Linked DNA regions of Mus musculus: region 1 is linked to region 2. Evidence: chromatin contacts called from public HiChIP or PLAC-seq data. All regions are on one chromosome and are shown on one strand. The core of a region is the stretch at or near the end of the contact, and the rest is flanking DNA. Distances in the headings are between cores, read along the strand shown. Region 1 has its middle 96 kb from the start of Ercc4. Region 2 overlaps 4930414F18Rik (a long non-coding RNA gene).

Region 1 (4,348 bases), core at 959-3,458, 250 kb before region 2:
GACGCTGTTACTCTTTAATACAGTTCTTCCTGTTGGGTGACCCCCAAACACAAAGTTATTATGTTGCTACTTCATAACTGTAATTTTGCTACTATTAAGAATTGTAAAGCAAATATCTGGTATGCAGCATGTCTGATATGCAATCCCTGTGAGAGGGTCAATCAACCCTCAAGGGGGTAGTGAGCCCACAGAGAACCACCTGAGAACTGCTGTTGTAGAGACTTTATGGAGTGGAGCTGACTTAGAATCCGGGCTGCTGGGAGGGTGGGAAGGAATGTTGGAGCCCAATCTCATCTACCCCCTCTCTCTTTGCTGCCTAGCCTACATGTGGTGAACAGACCTTGTGTGCCATACACTCCTGCCAGAACAATATGACCAGGAAGCTTTAAAACTGTGAGTCTAGAACCTTTCCTCCTTATAAGATGTTCATTTCAAAGATTTTTGTTATAGTAATTATAGGTTATTGATCAATAAACACAATTTCTGAACATTAGTCCTGACTGTCAGCCCTAGTCACCCACCATTCACTTCTTTCATTATGATATATTTCATATAATAAAATTGTATTATAAGTGACCTTTTGTGTCTGAACTCTTTCAAAGGATGTTCACACTGAAGCCTGTATCAATGTTCCTGCCACCTCTTACTTTTCCTCCTCTCTGTCCTCTTCCTCTTCTTCCCTCTCCACCTCCTTTCTGTCTTCCTCCTCCTCCCTGTTTTCCCCCTTCTTACCCTCTTCCTCCCTGTCTTCCTCCTTCCTGTCTTCTTCCTCCCTGTCTTCCTCCTCCCTGTCCTCTTCCTCCTCCTCCTTGTCTTCCTCCTTCCTGTTCTCTTCCTCCTCCTCTCTGGCCTCCTCCTCCTCCTTTATGACTGAAAAGTAATCTCACTAACGGACAGATCACATTTTGCTTATCTATTCACCTTTTAATGTTTCTTGAGGGACAGGGGAAATAGTGAAGATGCTAGTCTGTGTTTTCCCAGAAGTAGAACACAGGATGGATTTGAGCTTGATGCTTGAAACACCTTGGAGAACAAAAGGAAAGGAAGGGAAGCAGAGAAGACAGAACTGTGCTCAAAAGCAGCATCAACATCCCGCACAGGTTATCTCTAAGTCCTTCCCATTATGCGGAGGGAATGATGTTACTCATTTCACAGAAGAGGAAACTGAGGTAAGAAACAGATCTGGGATTGGAGCTCAGATCCAGCTCACGCCCGCACACTCTTCATGATCTCAGTGTGAATTCAATTGTCCCCAGACTCAGCTTCATTCAGACCTTCTGAGTGTTTTTCCGAGTGTCTCAGCCCTTTTTCTACAAGAGCCTCTGCTCCCCTTTCACTGCTGTGGTAGATGATGCAAAGGGCTGCCTTGCTCTGTGATTGAGGTTGAAAGCATTTTTTTTTAGGTCCTGGGTGGGGACTTGACTCCCTACCCATGTGCTCGCTCCTCTCTTTGATCCCACCGATCACTTCTGGAACTGTTACGAAAAAAGACACTGAGCACCAAACCAGCATCAGCCCCTCAAGGACAAGCACGAAGGGTTTGAAATGTAAACCTAATTAAATTTTATTAAACCTGAAATTAATTAGCCCTGTCTCTGGGTTAAAGCTCCCACAGAGGCCGCTTAAGCTGGCTGTTTGCGGATGAGGATGAATGGACTTTGGGTGCAGGCTGCTAGGGATCTCTAACGCCTTACTTGAAGCGCGGTCTGGGCATTGGAGGGGATAGGTTGAATCAGCCCTTCTCACCAAGCAGTTCCAAGTAGCCCGGTTCTCAGCACAGTTGAGAGCAAAGGGAAAGCCTCAGTTGCAGCAGTGGGAGGCCACCGATCAGCAAGGCAAGCTCAGGAACTGCATCCTTCCTGAAGCAGGGGCTTTTTCAGCATTTCAGAAAGTGTTGTGTAAACCAAAGTTAGGCTGGGCCCTTGTGGATTTGTTTACTGGTCATTAGCTGCTCCAAGGAGGAGACAGGGAACAATAAGCTGAGGAGTTTCAATTAAAAGTTAGGAATCCCAGCCATTGAATATGAAGAAATAGACAGCAGCAAATATGCTAAGTCTCCAAGGTACACAAAGCAAAGCAAAACAAAAGAAACCTTTAACCCAAATTCTATCTGCATAGCCGGGTCACTTCCTCTGCCTGGTGTTTGTGCAGGTGCACTCCTGCTGCTGAGTCACTCGATTGCGCCCCCTCCCCAAGGAAATCCCCACTTATTTCCCAAATGTCATGCAGATTGAGCCACCTGCTCTGTGTCACTGGTGAAATTTGAGGCCATTGAGCTGCCTGAACCTATTAAGAAGAGTATAAAGAAGGACAAGGACGTGTAATAACTCCACAAGCCCCACAAGTGGACACTCAGAGTCTATTGGCTGGCAATAGCCACATGGCCCACTGCAGAGGAAGCTGGGAAGTATCCAAGAGAATATGGAATCATTGGTGTCGGGAAAGAATATTCTTAGTGTCACACAAAGAAGCACACTAGCAAAGTGAAATTAATCTAGCAAGGCAATTACTTTTTATAGAAGGGTGAGTCATGACCCAAACCAAACCATGAAGCACACATGGTTGTGTATTGCCCAAGCTTTTGTTCCACCGGCAAGAACACGCTCAGGACAACCGGAATCTTCTGCGGCAAAAGCTTTATTGCTTACTTCTTCAGGAGCAAGAGCGAGAATGGCAAAACCCCGTCCCTTCTAAGGAGAATTATCCTCCGCCTAGGACGTGTCGCTCCCTGATTGGCTGCAGCCCATCGGCCGAGTTGTCGTCATGGGGAAGGCAGAGCACATGGAGTGGAGAACTACCCCGGCACATGCGCAGATTATTTGTTTACTACTTAGAACACAGGATGTCAGCGCCATCTTGTAGTGGCGAATGTGAGGGCGGCTCCCCACAGTTGTGTGTTTGAGAAGTTCATATTTTAATGCAAGTGATGACTGTGTCTTGCTCTATTGGTGGGAGCTTGACTCCACTTGCTATCCTCCTTATGGTTCCTGTTCTACTGAGGTATGAGGTAGTAAGATGGGTCACCTTGTGATGTTTTGAATAGGAACATAGGAACATAGGAACGGCTCCCATAGACTCAAGTGTTTGCTTGGTTCATAGAGAATGGCACTATTAGGAGATGTGGCCTTGTTGGAGTAGGCGGGGTTTTATTAAAGGGGGTGGGTTTTGAGGTCTCAGAAGCTCAAACCAGTTCACTTCCTGTTGCCTTTAGGTCAAGACGTAGAGCTCTTAGCCCCTTTCTGCAGCATCATGTCTGCTGGCATACTGCCATGCTTTTCATCATGATGATAAAGTACGAAACCTATGAACTGTAGCATAGCCACAATTGAATGCTTTCCTTTATAAGAATTGCTGAGTTCTGGTGGGCGATTCATGGGTCAAATGATCAACTGACCACAGATCCTTCTAGAAATCTCCAAATACTTTTCAAAATTTTTTACTCTGTACAGGCAAAGAGGCATCTAGGGAGTGGGAAATGCCCCAGCTGGGGTGGCATGGGGTAGGGTAGCTGTCCAGTTGGGGACCAGGACAGGGTCTGTCCAACTGGGGACCAGAAAGAGGGCTCTGTTGAGCTGAGGACTTGGTGAGCGGTATGCTGATGGAGATTCTTTTAAGCCTAAGGACTGACTGACTGTTGGCTGCAGGCAAAAAAATATGTACAAAAAGCAGCTGTGCTAGCCAGCTCCTGACCCTTTTTTCTTTCCCAACACTAAGGTGAGAGGGTGAAGTTTTCCTGTGGCTGTTTCAGACTTCCCTTGAAAGTTTCAAAACTGAGAAAGAGCACCCTACCTCCCGTGTAGAATTATGTGTGCACATTATAAAGCCACAGCTCACAGCCTGTATATACACGAAAAGACTTTGAAACTCCCACTACGCAGAACCAATAATGTCATTGCAACATTCTGATATCCTCAGTATTTCTAAGTACACCTGCATATTTTCCCCCATCTCTCTCCCTTTCTTCCCCCGTCCCCCCCTCTCTCATACACACCCCCGCCCCTTACATGCACTCCTATGGGCCCACACTTAACAGGGTTCTCACATCTGCACACACTCTCACGTGCATACTCACACCCACACACTCAGTACCCACACATGCTGTTATGTAAATGAGATCATATTCTGACTGCTGGCTAACCTGCTTTTTCACTCAACATTCTGCCATGGTCTTCTTTCTGGGTCAACAAATTTAGAAATATCTCATCAATTTTAATGGCTGCTTAAAATTCCACTGTGTGGTTAAAATGTATACTGTTCGAGCAGGCCACTCTTGGTGGACATTTAGGTTGATTCTGATGTTGAGTGTTTCAGTGAAAACCCTGTGCTTACAGTCAGACCCACATGTATA
Region 2 (4,570 bases), core at 1,333-3,832:
AAAAAAATACGAACAGCAAGCTAAATTCTAGTCTTTTCTTTCAGGTAATTTTCTTGTTAGTTTCACTGAGTGCAAAAGCCATGGAGCCTTCATTTGAGTGTAGAACATTTGACATTACCATTAAGACAAAAATCAATCTTGTCCAAGGAACAATAGGAAGCCGATTTCAAAGACATTGAACCAACAAGAACTAGAGCCATCATTGTGGGGCTTGATTTTATAGGCCTAAAAGAAAATCCCAGCAACCTTGTAATCTACACAATCTAATTTTAGAAATCATTTTCCATGTATGTGACCTCACTGAACTGGTATGTAAAAATGGAGTCTTTATTTGACAGTTTTAATATTTTAAGCACTCTATGTTGACATTTTTGATCAGATGGGTTGTTTTGTTGGCAGTAGTAGTTTGCAAACTAATGAAGAAAATAAGAGAGGAAATTATCTTGAAGCTGCTGAGTATTTGTGGCCAGAAGGTAAAGGAAGGAGGTACTAGAGTCTGGAGATAATTATCACCCCTGCCACAATTCTGCATTAGCGTTGGCAAAAGACCTAGGGTCTGACAGCTAAATTAGAGCCTGCTATGCAGTGAAAAATTAGCCACAGAAAGCTTGATTTAGGGTAACACTACGTCGCGTGCCACTTACTGTAGAGCTTGGCAGCTTGGTTCCATTCATAAGATTCATGGAAGGGTTAGGCTGCTGTGAAAATGTGCTGTGATTCACCTACAGCAGGCACTGTTTACAAAGCAATGGACCCACTGAAGGAGGAACACGCTCAACAGAATTCATCATTAGCACATGTATTGGTTTCTGTAAGCTTTTATACAACTCTAGGTTGTGTGCTGACAAATTTCCTCTTCCCTCCTGTCTCTGTGTTTTGTCCATACTATCGCTTCAAGCATGACTTCAAGGTCATGCATGATTTTATGTGTCTCAATAACATCTAGAAACCATCAGTGAAATTGAAAGAACCTAGTGGGGAAACCATCACTCGTATCCCGAGTCGGCATGCAACCACAGAATCATGAGAGACCGTCTTGATGCAAACACATGAGGTAGTTTAATGACAGAGCTCGGACTGACACGTATCTCACACAGGAGACAACGGTTGTCAGCCACGTGGCTTGAAAGCTAGGGGTTTTTATAGAAAAGGGTCTGGGGCTGGGGGAGGAATTGGTGCGGTTTCACATGATTGGTTCATTTAAACATCAGCAGACTGTACGTGCAGATCGAGGTAACAGCAGAGCATTGGTTAACATTTAACCCATGTCAGAAGGGCGGGAGATAGGGAGGCACCGGGCCAGTCCAGACATGTCATTCTCTTTATCTTTATGGCCAAGCAGCCTCAGGAATGTCTTAACGACAGGCCTGCACTGGCATGTCTTGGCCTGCTCCACAATGTTCTCAGCCCCAGGCTTCTAAGCTTGCAAACAACTCTTTGGACTAATTGACATGAGTTACATGGATCACAAGTCTTAAATTTCATTTTCTTTCAAAACCAGATGATGCTTTTTTTCAAAATGTAATATTATTTTAAAAAATGATTGGAATCTGAGATTTGAAGTCAGATTAGACTATAAACTCCTCTCCATCATTAGAGACTGTGCATCCCTTGGAAAGTGATAACCTTCCAGAGTCTTAGTTCCATCACCTGTAAAATGTGGATAATAATATGAGTGTGTGTGTGTGTGTGTGTGTGTGTGTGTGTGTGTGTTGCTTAGGCAAACAATGTAGTGTTGAGCTGTGTTCTAGCTCTAAGATGACCTACTCAAAGCAAGTTTCTCCAAATGTGCCTCTCTAGTTCAGGTATTAAAACCACAGGGAAAAATCAAGAAATCCTGGGAACACAGGTGTTCAGCATATCTCTGAAGATTCCTAAACTCATCCATTGTTTTTCCTTCAGTTTGTGTAATATTTTTATGCATGTGTATATTCAATAACATGCATCTGTCCATTTCTCAGTTACTCATCTGGTGGGAACTGTACAGAAATTAAGATATAGTGCTCCAGGTTGTTGTTTACTTGTTTTTTTATAGACCTGTAATTCCAGTTACTTGCTAGGCTAAGGCAGGGGGCATTGTATGGTGAAGATCTGCTTTAGCTACAGAATGAATTCAAAGCCACTTCAGGAAATGTACTTTGCCTATATGAAGAAAATATTCTTATGTATGTTTCATGTTGCTCTTTACCTCTTCATTCTAGAGCCCTCCTCAGTTCACACCATGTGAACAATCCACTCTTTAAGATGTAACTAGGGAAATAGACCTGCACTCAGTCTGGGGTAGCTCCTCCCAAAGGGCCCCTGTAATACCCCAGGTAAGCTGTTTACCTCAGCACTGCCATGTGGCCTTGAGATAATGTGCACATGCATCATCTGCCACCAAATGAGCTTCTGTTTCTTGCTAAGGTTGTTTTAATGGGGGTTCTTTTCCTCAAAGGCAAAAGTTATCACATGATTTTTCCCCAAATACTGTTAATTAAGCAAGTCATTTTTTCAGTCTCTCTCAGATTAGGAAATGTGGGTTCAGAACCATTGAGAGAGCTGCTCATAGTCACACAGGGAGGGAAGAACACTGAACTTCAGACAGGCTTCCCAGGATCCTGCTGTGGTGACTGAGACAGCTCAGTCAGTCAACAGGTTCTACAGGGCAGGAATGAGAATTGAAAAGAAAAAAGATAATTAGACAACATTGTAGCAAGATCCCAGCCAGTTCTGAGGCTGAAAGTTGTTTTTGTTTTTGTTTTTGTTTTTGTTTTTGTTTTTTCTAGTCTTCTTTTAAGTGATGCAAAATGATAAGATCAGTTCTGGGTCAAGGAATAAGCAAGGCAATAAACAAAATTCTATAAACCTGGGTTCTAAGGTGCTGGAGAGATTATCAAGACAAAAGGGATGTTTTGCATTAACTCAAATGTAAATGTTCTTAATCTGGGCCTATTTCCTGAGACCAGGCCCACAAGCCAGATCCCTGCCTTGACCTCCCTTCTGTCCTGGCTCCATATAAAATTCCTCACAAGTATCTAGAAGCAAGCGGCCCCCAAAGGCTCTCCACACCATGTTATTCGCTGTGCACTGTGGTAACAAGAAACCTGAAGAACCCCACTTGAGGAAGAAGAGGTTTGCTTTGACTCAGGTTCATAGCTACCTGTTCATGGGGTACTGTGTGTCACCAAGGCCAGCCCAGGGTGTTAGAAGACCCCTGGACTTGCAGTCGGTGTCAGGAGTGAGGATGCTTTTTTGGACTCTGGAACTCCAAATGTGTCCTCCAAATGTATCCACTTTGCACTCCTTAGAGACAAGGGAGGTGCCAGACTGTCTTAAAGTTAAGTTTAACTTCTCACTAGGGAGCACAAAGGTCATCATTAGAGATACTTCCTTAAGAGGAGAGAAAAGCGATGGTTACAGCTGCTGGGGAAGCAAATAGTGCCATCTACCACAATCTTTTCTCCCCTCTCATTTCCAGAATATAAAACATCCAACTATAAAATGACCAAGGGGCTTCAGTCATCTCGATATTTCTTTGGATCTCTTATGATTTCCATGAGGGACAGGACAATTTTTATATCCAAGATTGTAATTTGTAAGCTTGCCAGTGATCTTATTCCTTTAGGGTCCAAGAAGCTTTGGAAAAGGACCTGATTGGACATTATCCCATGACTGATGCTTATATAATATAACACCAACATTTCACAGAATAAAAAGCCAGCCGAGGACTCCCTTGGGGCCTTGTTCTTGTCACGAATTAGGATTGAGGACAGAAGCAAGAAGGAAGCCTCAGACTCAGAGGTCAGATCATAATAGTTTATTTATTCATAAGTAGCAAGAAACAAATAAGTAGCAAAATGGGATCACATTCATTCACACACACACACACACACACACACACACACACACACACACACACACACTTCACTAACCTCTGGTCAGGCCCATGTCTTGCCTGGTTCAATGGTGGCACGTTGAGTAAGGTTCGAGCTGTGTCCTTCTGCTTTCAGGCCCAGCTGGAGCTCGGTCCTCGGTGCGGGCTCATCTTGTTCGGTGGCAGGCATCCGGGTTGGTGGATTCTGGTGGACTCGATCTCTCAGCATGTTGGCATCTTTGTGGGACTCGGGACTCTGGGAGCGAGTGATTTGCCATGGCTAGACAAGGTATTTAAGCTACTCTTAGCCAATCTTAATTAAGGCATTCACACATTACTTCACTGGGCATTTGCCTTACTTCAATATTATCATACTCATGCACACACTATAGGCTTTGTTTCCATGGTTACGTTCCGCCATGGTATCATTTCCTTATGTCATTTATATCTTGTTCCTTACAGTTCCCCATCTACCAGACAGCCACTTCTCACTGTCAGACCCGGAAACTTGCTGAGTTTGGTTTGGTTTATTTCTACATTTGTAGAGATACAATGGCCAGTATAAACACAATATTCTTGGAGTGACCACGTTAATCTATTGAATACTATTATTTACTAGGCATTAAGCAGCAGCTTTGTGTTAGTCATGTATATTTGGCTACATGCCTCTGTCCCTGGGCAACTTGTGACAGTCCTTTCATCACTGTGCAGGCC

Evidence for each region. HiChIP or PLAC-seq counts read pairs in DNA pulled down with a chosen protein or histone mark.
Region 1: an H3K27ac HiChIP or PLAC-seq map of epiblast stem cells shows a contact between it and region 2. The contact joins two enhancer-like sites. A contact is called at or near these places in 4 of 39 promoter capture datasets (embryonic stem cells, hippocampal neurons and stem cell-derived epiblast-like cells), 2 of 484 Hi-C or Micro-C datasets (cerebral cortex and cortical neurons) and 3 of 115 datasets of contacts at active chromatin or transcription factors (embryonic stem cells and epiblast stem cells).

Annotation. Positions count from the first base shown.
Region 1 is chr16:13,011,926-13,016,273 of GRCm38.p6, reverse strand. No RefSeq gene overlaps it. Among named protein-coding and RNA genes, the nearest start is that of Ercc4, 96 kb to the left of the region's middle. Within about 2 kb of position 2,208, at least 12 of the 459 cell types and tissues checked have an H3K27ac peak or open chromatin away from gene starts, as enhancers often do. A contact at or near this core is called in epiblast stem cells, where this site is marked.
Region 2 is chr16:12,766,738-12,771,307 of GRCm38.p6, reverse strand. It overlaps 4930414F18Rik (a long non-coding RNA gene), which reads left to right. Exons shown (of 3, transcript XR_875912.3): 2 at 3,993-4,145. Among named protein-coding and RNA genes, the nearest start is that of 1700003L19Rik, 42 kb to the left of the region's middle. Within about 2 kb of position 2,582, at least 5 of the 459 cell types and tissues checked have an H3K27ac peak or open chromatin away from gene starts, as enhancers often do. A contact at or near this core is called in epiblast stem cells, where this site is marked.